Regions from separate parts of the Sus scrofa genome. Here region 2 is linked to region 1. Evidence: chromatin contacts called from public HiChIP or PLAC-seq data. All regions are on one chromosome and are shown on one strand. The core of a region is the stretch at or near the end of the contact, and the rest is flanking DNA. Distances in the headings are between cores, read along the strand shown.

Region 1 (5,409 bases), core at 105-2,604:
AAAGGGTATTCCTTCTTTTATTCTGGGTGAATCCCTCCATCTATTCCTCCCCATATACACCCCTCCTCTATCATTTCCTTTCTGGACTTTTAGATTCTTTTTCATAAAATCCTACCCAAGAGGTTCAAATCTCATCTGTCAGGAAAGAAGGGAGGGAGTGGGAAAGAGGGGAAGGCGGGGGGAAAACTCCTCTGGCTGTGGTCTTCCTTCCTGTCCTCAGACAGACTTCCCAAGATAGTTGTCCTCATGTTTTTCAAGTTTCTCATCTTTCGCTCTCTGTGAACACACTGCAATTTGCCTTTTGCCTCCACCATTTCACTAAAGATGGTTTTGCTAAGATTACCACTGACCTCTCAATTGCCAAATCCAGTGGATACTTTCCATTCCTTATCACACTTGATGATTATGGGACACTTGACACTGTCTCCTCAAAACATACTTCCTAGTTTCCGGGACACCACACACTCTTGGTTCTTTTCCATGTCCTGACATATTCTCATCTGAATCCTTCATTGACTTTCTCCTTTGACCTGTTCCCTAAGCTTCTGTCCTTCTTTTCTTCTCACTCTATACCTCTTCCAGTGATGTCCAGAGCTTACCAAGGCCTTTAATGGCTCCTTTCTCCCAGAGCCATAACTCACTAGAACCTATACAAGTTGCTGAAGCAGTTTCCTGCAGCCCAGGGAATTTCTCTAGGCAACATCTTTCATCCACCACTTAGAACCTTCTTCTCTTGTCTGGTTTCCTCCTACACCCTAGAAAGGATCCCTGCTCTCTGCTAAGCCTCTGCATGTATGACTTATTTAGATGATTAGCATGGCTTCTGAGTCTACTGTAACAAAAACAAAATTATTAATGTATGAGTCCTTCCAACCTTTCTCCTTCTGACCTTTAAAAGATCCTGACTCTGCAGGTTTCATTTCTTCTCCTCCCTCACCCCCCAAAGAAACCTCTTCTTGCCTTACCAGACTCATCTTTGGGGATTTTTGATGTAGAATAAGGAGGAAGTGGGAGAGAGATAGGAACAGGATATGTGGGACCCTGCGGGGGCATGGGGGAGGACTTTTTAAGACATGTATGAGGCTTGGAGGAGCAGTTTGTGATGAGAGGACATAAATGGGAAAGAGGTGAGGTTTAGGGGATATTAGTATGGTCTATGTGTTCATTCAAAATGTTAAAGAAATGTAAGCAAATAACCTGAATAATTCTGACAATACTTTTGGGGTTTTCGCAGATTTTCCTTAATGGCAATTTTGCTCTAAAGATGAACCACGGGGCTTCCCAAGCAAACTACTCCTCCCCGCAAGACTCTGAATTGAGGCACAGATCCCCCTTGGGCCCCACCCTCACGACTAAGACTTCCTCATTTGCTTGTGGCCAGTCTGTGTGGGAGAAGAGTTCCAAAGTGCTCATCTGATCTTACAAATGAGTCTCTGGGTTCCAAACCTGAATCTCCAGGTCACTTCTCTCTTCTGAGCACCAGACAAGTACATGAAACAGCTTACAAGATATTTCTTCTAGACATTTCCAGAATCCTCGTAGTCAGCTTGTCCCAAAGTTACCCCTTTATCTTCATCATTCTTTCTTAATGTCCCTCCTCAGTGTGAGATCAGATGAGCCACCCAGTGCAGAAATCTGGGTATCCTCTTTCCCTTTGCTAAGCCTTCTCATCCACATGGTCACCAGTTATCTCTTAATTCTTAAATATATCACATGCTGAGCCACTTGATGCTTCCTAAACTCTTGGAGTTTCTAAGTTTTTCACATCATGCCATTGAGCATTCTGCTGTGTTTGCATTTAGTGTCTTTCTATTCCCTACCCCTGCTCTTCTATTAAACATTAGATGATGCTGAAACCTTATCTCTTCTTCAAAGCCTTCCTTGATTGTCCCACATGAACTGATCATGTTCTCCTTTATGCTACCTTGAACTTACCGGTATTAAGGCAGGTATCACAGTGTATTGCAATTATTTTATTTATCCAAATATCTCTACTCCTAGACAAGGAAATCCTCAAGGGAAAACTTTGTAGTATTGAATATCCAGCACCCAGCCTGGTTTCTGGTTTCTAATAATAAGCACTTATTAATTATGCAAGTTAATCAACAATAAATTTATGAGATAGTCTGGAACCCAAATTACAGATAGATAAGATAGGCTTCATGGAAAGCCTAAAGTTATACAGCTACTAAGTGAGGGAACAGAATTTAAACCTGGTCAATTACTACAAAGCTCATACCTTTTTTTACACAATCACACCACCTCTTAGGTGATCAAAGCTCTTCTTATACTTTAGAAATTTATGTGTAGATTGTCTTTGCTGAGAGTGATAATGTTGTGTCTCTTTATGGTGAAATTTTAGGACTTTTTGTTACAGATGTCTCAGGGATACAGGAAGTATTTCAACCATTCTGTCTTTGTTGTGTATTTTTATGTTCATCTTTGAAGTTTCCCGGAAAATTCAAGCTTTTAAAAAAATTTATTGGAGTTCCCGTCGTGACGCAGTGATTAACGAATCCGACTAGGAACCATGAGGTTGCGGGTTCGATCCCTGTCCTTGCTCAGTGGGTTAACGATCCGGCGTTGTCGTGAGCTGTGGTGTAGGTTGCAGACGCGGCTCGGATCCCGCATTGCTGTGGCTCTGGCGTAGGCCAGTGGCTGCAGCTCCGATTCGACCCCTAGCCTGGGAACCTCCATATGCCACAGGAGCGGCCCAAGAAATAGCAAAAAGACAGAAAAAAAAAAAAAATTATTGACGTATAGTTGATTTACAATGTTGTGTTAATTTCTGCTGTACAGCAAAGTGATTATTATACATAAATACATATATGCATTTTTTCATATTCTTTTCCATTATGGTTTATCATATAGTTCCCTGTGCTATATGGTGGGACCTTGTTGTTTATCCATTCTCTATATAATTTTTTTGCATCTGCTAATTCCAAACTCCTAGTCCATCCCTCCTCCCAATCTTGCCAACCACAAGTCTGTTCTCTGTGTCTATGAGTCTGTAGTCTGTTTCTGTTTTGTAGATTGATTCATGTATATCATACAGATTCCACATGAAAGTGATATCATATGGTATTTGACTTTCTGACTCACTTCACTTAATATGATAATGTCTAGGTCCATCCATGTTGCTACAAATGGCATTATTTTATTCTTTTTTTGGCTGAATAGTATTCCATTGTATGTTTGTACCACATTCGGCTGTTGATAGACGTTTAGGTTATTTCTATGCCTTGGCTGTTTTAAATAATGCTGCTGTGAACATGGGGCTGCATGTATTTTTTTTAAGTTTTATTGAAGTATACTTCAATTTACAAGATTGTGAACATGCATCTTTTTGAATTATAGTATTGTTCTGATATATACCTCGGAGTAGGATTGCTGGATCATATCGTAACTCTAATTTTAGTTTTTTCCATACTTTTTTCTATAGTGGCTATGCCAATTTACATTTATACCAGCAGTATAGGAAGGTTCCTTTTCTCCACACCCTCTCCAGCATTTGTTACTTGTAGATTTTTAAAATGATGGATATTCTGACCAGTGCGATGTGCTAGTTTTGATTTGCTTTTCTCTAATTATTAGTGTTGGTGAGTATTTTTCATATGCCTGTTGGCTGTCTATATGTCTTATTTGAAGAAATGTCTATTTAGGTCTTCTGTCCATTTTTTTATGGCCACACCCACAGGATATGGAAGTTCCCAGGCCAGGGATTTAATCTGATTCCAGCTGTGATTTATGCCACAGCTGTGACAATGCCAGGTCCTTTAACCCACTGCAATGGGCCAGGGACTGAAGCTGCACCTCCACAGCAAACTGAGCTGTCACACCACAGTGGGAACTCCCAGCTCATCTTTTGATTAGGTTGTTTGGGTTTTGTTGTTGAGTTGTATGAACTGTTTGTATATTTTGGAAATTAAGCCCTTGTCAGTCACATCATTTGCAAATATTTTCTCCCATTCTTTAGATTGTCTTTTCATTTTGTTTAAGGTTTCCTTTGCTGTGCAAAAGTTTTTTAAGTTTGATTATGTCCCATTTGTTTATTTGTGCTTTTATTTCTATTGCCTCGAGAGGCTGACCTAAGAAAACTTTGGTGCAATTTATATCAGAGATTGTTTTACCTATGTTCTCTTCTATAAGTTTTATGGTGTCATCTCTTATATTTAAGTCTTTAAGCCATTTTGAGTTTGTTTTTGTGTGTGATGTGAGGGTGTGTTCTAACTTCATTGATTTACATGAGGTTGTCCACCTTTCCCAACACCATTTGCTGAAGAGACTCAGACAATTCAAGCTTTTAATGCCATTTTCTCTACATTTATTTCACAACTTCCAGGTGGTGATGTTGGAAAGTAGGTTGGAGTTGGAATCCCCCCGTTCTACCCATTGGCACTCATGGAAGGACAGTCATCAATACCAAGGACACCCTGAAGCAAAGGTAGGTAGAAGAGTTCATTTTGAAGAAAATTAAGGGATACCATAGTGCTCATTGTTTGGGGGAAGTGTTTTGTGTTCAATAAATCCTCCCTATTACTCAGCGTGGACCCCCTATGGATTTCTTAGACGTCAAAAGAACAGGCACTGATACCCAGTGAATATTCTTTTTGTGGATTCTTTTTTATGACAATGTAGCATGTGATGTCTGGATATATTATCTCAGGGAAAAAATAAGAAACATTTGGAAGTCTACACAATCTTAAAAAAAAAATTAAAAAATAAAAACTGTTGGTTCTTCCCAATTGGAGGATGGAGAGTATGTGAGGAGTCAAATGAGTGGCTGTTTTTGTTTTGTTTTGTTTACGCATTCACAAAATCTGTTTCATTTCATCTGAGAAGAATGTGAGATAACAGAGGGTCATTTCTAGTCATTTAAAAATTATACCACTTTCCTGAGTAGTTTAGGGCACCTGAATTCTTTGTAAGGGGGACACAAGAAAGATGTGGCAATACCCATGGATCAGAGTTGTTACTGAATTTTAAAATATGCATGGTCCCTTTCCTCTAATACTTCTTACAAAACTTGCATTGCCAAATAGGCATTAATCTTTCCAGTCCCCAAGGAGATCGGTGAAAGTGTACACTTCTCAGCACAATTTTGTGAACTATTTAGGGAGAACAGAGCCGCTCACTTGCAGACAGAGGATGTAGGGAGAAACGTAATAGATATTCTAATTAATTTGTTCCACTAACATTTCCTAAGGACTCTCTGAGTGTCAGCCACTGGCTAGGTGTTAGGAACCCAGAGTTTTAGACAAGCAAACCTGATCCTTGCTCTCCAGGCACTTCCAGAAGGGTTGGCCGTGGGAGCAGCTGCACCTGCACTCTGACTACCAAGGGCCATGATGGTCACAATCTATGAAACCCTAGGAACCCACTGAAGAGCACTTTGCTATAGGACAGGGA
Region 2 (5,762 bases), core at 3,045-5,544, 210 kb after region 1:
TTCTCAATATGAAGGGTAGTTTGAAAATAGATTTTGTCTTTTTACTCCATAATGTCTGTATGGTATATTAAAGCAGTAGAGTGAGAGGTGATAATTCTTGAAAGTTAAAAAAAAAAAAAATTCTGATAATTAATCCAACCACACTTAATAGCTTTCTAAATGTTGACAAGATTGGCCATTCACCTGTTTATTCTTAGCTCTTTAAACTACAAATAAAGTACCTCTTCTCGCCTATAAATGTACATGATGGTTGATTGATTTTTTAAAAAAAATATTTGTGTATAACTAGAAGGGGTACTACAAAGATTGTATATGCACAGTTTTGACTTGGTATACTCACTTTTTACTCCTTTTATTTCAGCTCAGTCAGAAATTGAAGTTTCTGTGTCTGCAAGGAATATCAGAAGGTTGCTAAGTTTCCAGCGGTATCTTAGATCTTCACGCTTTTTTCGTGGTACTACCGTTTCAAATTCTCTAAACATTTTAGATGATGATTATAACGGACAAGCCAAGGTGTGTATAGCTTTTTCAAGAAAACATTAACTTTTAGATAAGTGTAATGAAGCCTTTTATTTCCCTTGTGCTATTAATTTATAGAGCCTTTTTTGGTATGTGAAATCTGTTGAACCCACTTTTCAGGTTTTTTCTTGAGAGCAGCTGTTCATTTTATAATTAAATTTTACAGAGCAAGGAACATTTCTGAAATAAGTTAAATAATGAAAATGTTTTCATTTATTATAACATTAAGTAGCAAGTAGATCAATAAAACATTAAACTGCACCAAATCTTAATGTTGGAAAGAATATTATAAATTATCTGACCTCATTTCTGTATTTTTTAGTTAAGAAAACTGTGACTGGAGTTCCCATTGTGGCTCAGCAATAATGAACCCAACTAGTATACATGAGGCTTATGGGTTCTATCCCTGACCTCGCTCACTGAGTTAAGGATCCGGCTTTGTCATGAGCTGTGGTCACAGCTGCAGCTTGGATCCTTTGTTTCTGTGGCTGTGGTGTAGGCCTGCAGCTGCAGCTCCGATTGGACCCCTAGCCTGGGAACTTCCATATGCAGTGAGTGCCACCCTAAAAAGATGACAAAAAATAATGAAAGAAAACTATGGCGTATACGCATAAGTGGCTTGATTGAGCTCCCTCAGCTGGTTAGAGACAACCCCAGCACAGGAAGTCTCATGACTCTCAGCCAAATGCTATTTCATATTCTCTTTTATCAGTGAGATATTTTGAGGATTTAGATTTTAAAAAAATTAAATCTGGTGATTGTGAGTTTTATCTCCTTTATGTAGTTTACAAGAAATATGTTAAAGAAGGTGGGGATTAGCTAAGCTTGTTTTTTGACCAAATGAACATCATTAATAATCTTAGGTTTCTGATGTGTGTGAAAGTATTCTTTGACTGAGCATTTACAACCAGATGCTGTAAGTTTGTGTAGGTAGGGCCAGGGCCACTCTGCAATCACACTAAAGTGAGAAAATGTGCTTCTCTGTTTACAGAAAACAAAGCAGTGGGAAAATGCTCATGCTTTCTTTAAATTTTAAAAAGTTACAATTTCTGCTTTTTAGAATGAGAATGTTGTCCTGTGTATGATTGGTTATTAGTGTCATCATAATCTGTACTAGTAAGATCTTAGTATTGTTTAGTCATAAATGTATACAACTGTGAACTTTTAAATATAAAATAATTTTTTTTCTTGAAAATAAAGCCCACAAAAATTTCAGGTTACAAATATATGATATAAAAATAGCCATTTGAGTCTTAAGGTCATTGTGAGATTTACTTGCTTGGCTGAAATACACATCCACCTAAAAATTAATGTCACAAATGCAATTAACCATTTTATAAGGATATTTAAAGAGTATAAATAAATACCCATAAATTGGGAATGTGTTTTAAGAAAACGAATCACAAATAATGTAAGCATGGTATAGTATAGATGTCGATGTCCAGGTTCCAGAATCAGACCTGACTTAAGATCCCAGCTCTGCTACTTTCTCGCTGAGCAAGTGAGTTGCTTTTTGCCTCTTTCCCCATCTATGAATGAGGACTGAAAACAATGCTTACGTGATAGGGAGGGTATCAGTAGTAAGAGAGAGTAAAAAGCGCTTTGAGCAGTACCCAGAACATCGTAAGTCTTCAGCTGCTGTAACTTTCGATTTTCAAAGTCTCGACCATGCAGTGTATGAACCACACTTCTGTGATGTTAAGTTAGAGCTCATGACAGTTCATGAGAGTATAGGAATAAGTTGAAAGAAACGCTTAGCTCACTTTACCTATACATGTATTAATTGAAAAACAAAATAATCATTGGCTTTTCAGAAGCAGTTTATCCGTTTAGACATATTTTGGAGCCATTTGGAAAGATCATGATTAAAAGGGTGATAATTTGCATTTCTTGAAGTAAATCAACCGCTTTCCATTTTCATTAACTTCCCTTGGACTGTCTAGAAAAGACAAGAGAATGTTACTAAAATTAAATTACAGGAGGAATGTTTGGTTTTCATTTCAGTGTATGCTGGAAAAAGTTGGAAATTGGAATTTTGATATCTTTCTATTTGATAGACTAACAAATGGTAAGTGAAGAATTTGACTTCCTCTCATGCATTCCCTCAATTGCTGCCTTGATGGTACAGCTGCTCCTAGGTTGCTGCTTTCCGTTACTTAGGTTAGGAGCCCTCTGCTGGCAGAGGGAGCATCATTTTGTTAACTGCATTTTTTGATTATTAGTCTCAGCAGTAATCAAACTTACTATCACCATCCCTTGGCTGTTCCTAATTAGTGCTCCTGTTATTAATAAACCCAAAGTGAACATTACGATCGCATTGTTCCTGATTTTTCCTTTTTTGGTTTCTTTTGGACTGTAGCCACTTAGAGTGGCATCCTCTGATCATGTATTCCAGTTTGGATAGCCCAGATACGTTGTGGAGGAATGAAGTTTTGCGAGATGGTCTTTCTTCTAGCTCTGTGGTTCCCAGGCTTTTCTTTCTCTGCACACTCAAGAGAGAGAGATGGTGCGTTATAATCAGCAACAGTGGTTACTTCTGGCTCTGCTTCTCCATGGTGGTGTGGGCAAGAGCTTGTGGCTTCTTTAGGGGGTGGATCAGACTCTATACAAAGTGTGAGCAGTTTGAAAACAGGTGACTCTGAACTGTTTCCCTCTCTGAGTTTTGTTTTGCTTTTCAGGAAGTATTTTTCTCTCTGGGAACAGGAATGGATTTCCCTTTGGGAATTATTTTTTATTTAGGGTAAAGTTTTAGGCGTAAAATGTTGGTGATACTTTAGTCCAACTAGATGTTGCCCCTTTTGCCTTGATACCTTTTAAATAAAGAAAGCAGAGTGGAAGTTCACTGAGAGGAAGTCAGTTCTGATTGCTGAGAATGAAATATATGTGTGATTCACTGTTCTACTTTGAAATCACCTGTTTTTTCTTATTTTACTTTGAAATAAAGCTCCCTTTATAAGGAAGCCAGGTAGGGGAAATGGACAAGCAAATTCAACATTTTTCATTTTTCTTTTTTTTTTTTTTTTTTTGTCTTTTCTAGGGCCACACCACCAGCGGCATATGGAGGTTCCCAGGCTAGGGGTCGAATTGGAGCTGTCGCCACCGGCCTACACCACAGCCACAGCAACATGGGATCTGAGCCGCATCTGTGACCTACACCATAGCTCACTGCAATGCCGGATCCTTAACCCACTGAGCGAGGCCAGGGATTGAACCTGCAACTTCATGGTTCCTGGTTGGGTTCGTTAACCACTGTGCCACGACGGGAACTCCTCAACATTTTTCATCTTGGGGATCAGTGTGGGTCTAGCTTTTTAGCCTCACTGCCTTATTCCCTTTGAGCTGTGTGGCCAGGCCTAGTGAGAACACCTTTCTGATCACCTCTTTGCCTGTGTGCTGCTGACCGATAACAAACTGGACTGACTCGGGCACAGGTGGAAAGACAGTGAAGTCCACCTCCTCAGCAGGGCCTCCCTCCCTCCTGCTGCCCTGCCTTTTCGTGTTTCCTCTTTTCTCTTCCTTACCACCACCCCCCACTCTCCTTTGGCCTCTGGTGACTCTGTCTGCCCCCGCTTCCACTCTGGCCTGTCCCCACAGAAAGGGCTCTGGTATCATTTACACAGCTGTCCTGTCCTACAGCCTCCCCCTTTTGAAAATATAGGTGCCTCAGCTTCTTTTTAGATCTGGGAAACTCCCTTTTCCTAATGCAATACAAATATTGCTTTAGTCATTATCTCAAGATAAATATAGATAAGAGTGCCGCCCTTAACACCTTCAAGGTCTAGTTAGCCTCATGTAAACACCAACAGCTCATGGCCTATTCTTAGTTGCTTGGGACACTTGTCACTCACTGAAATAGTTGATTGTTCTTCTCTAGATTTTATTTTTAAAAAGAATGTATCCTGCTAGTTGGGGGTGTGGCAATGAAAGTGGAGCAAGGGTGACAGTGTAGGATGGGCAGGAGTCATAGCAATGGTCTGCGTTAATTTAGCTCTTTTCTTTCCTTGACTCACTTTGAGAAACAAATGGGCAGAAGAAAATTCCTTAAATTTTCATTATTGAATTTGAATTGCTTTTATTCAAAGCTGCTTAGCCTGAAATGAATTCTGGATGATATCTGTACATAGTATCCAAGTTTGTAATTTTCCCTTCTTGCTTGTTGATCCCATGTGTTCTTTATGTTTTATTCTGGTGATTTTCCCAAATGCCATTGTGGAGAGGACAGGGAAGAAGCAAAGTTCGATGATTCCCACCAAGACAATGGCTCCCAGCTGGCCCCCTGCAAGGACTTCTCTCTGGCCAGACACATTTGATCTTCCTTTTGCAGGAATGAGTTGTTACATGAGATAGCAAGATATAGCTCGTCCCCACTGAGAGCTCCCTGGCTGTGAGGACCCTCGTTGCCAGGCAGGTGTTATGGCCATAGCCTAATCCTGCCAGCTCCCATCTAGAATCACATCCTAAAAACTGTCAAGGGCCATAACACCTTGGACAGCTCTGTCCTTTGACATACCTCTACATAGGATCGCTTTTCTAGAAGTACAGTTTTCTTTTCCAAGAAGGTATTTGTTTCCATTTTCATGTAAAATAAGTTATTCTGTGCCCATTTCTTGTTTAGTGAACCAACTGAGCATCCCTTGCTTTGAAATGTTCTGTTGACTTGTGTTCTTATTCACTGGTATTAAGCCAGTTGGTATCTTAGGAACTGAAAATGAGAAAAAATGTTGCATATGCAGACTTTGATTTTGCTGTGGGTGGTACACTTGATGGATTGGTTCTGTCAGATTCCTTTAAGGTCCTTGGTGGAAGACATTAACATTTCTTTGATAATTTATTTCATTAGGCTTGGGAAAAAATGGGGGGAGAGCCCTGTGTTACCTAAATAGAATGAATATTCTTTTCTTTTTAATTGAGGTACAGTTGACTTAGAACATTGTATTAGCTTCTGGTATACAATGTTACTATGATTTGCTATTTGTATATACCACAAAAATAATCACCACAGTGAGTCTACTTAACATCTGTCACCATATGTAGTTACAAATTTTTTTTTACTGTGATGAGAATTTTCAAGACTTACTCTCTTAGCAACATTCAGATGTGCAGTATGGAAAAGTGTTTATTCAGATCATTTGCCCATTTTTTGAAAACCAGATGGTTTCTTGAATATATATTCTGAAATATCTGTATTATTAGCCATAGTCACCATGCTGTAAATCATATCCCTAGGACCTAATTATTTACAA

What was found. HiChIP or PLAC-seq counts read pairs in DNA pulled down with a chosen protein or histone mark.
Region 2: an H3K27ac HiChIP or PLAC-seq map of alveolar macrophages shows a contact between it and region 1. The contact joins two enhancer-like sites. A contact is called at or near these places in 2 of 47 Hi-C or Micro-C datasets (alveolar macrophages and embryonic fibroblasts) and 1 of 2 datasets of contacts at active chromatin or transcription factors (alveolar macrophages).

Annotation. Positions count from the first base shown.
Region 1 is chr4:68,666,712-68,672,120 of Sscrofa11.1, forward strand. No RefSeq gene overlaps it. Among named protein-coding and RNA genes, the nearest start is that of DNAJC5B, 28 kb to the left of the region's middle. Within about 2 kb of position 1,355, at least 2 of the 83 cell types and tissues checked have an H3K27ac peak or open chromatin away from gene starts, as enhancers often do. A contact at or near this core is called in alveolar macrophages, where this site is marked.
Region 2 is chr4:68,871,382-68,877,143 of Sscrofa11.1, forward strand. It overlaps PDE7A (high affinity cAMP-specific 3',5'-cyclic phosphodiesterase 7A), which reads left to right. Exons shown (of 13, transcript XM_021089289.1): 4 at 362-513; 5 at 2,524-2,587. Among named protein-coding and RNA genes, the nearest start is that of MTFR1, 96 kb to the right of the region's middle. Within about 2 kb of position 4,295, at least 8 of the 83 cell types and tissues checked have an H3K27ac peak or open chromatin away from gene starts, as enhancers often do. A contact at or near this core is called in alveolar macrophages, where this site is marked.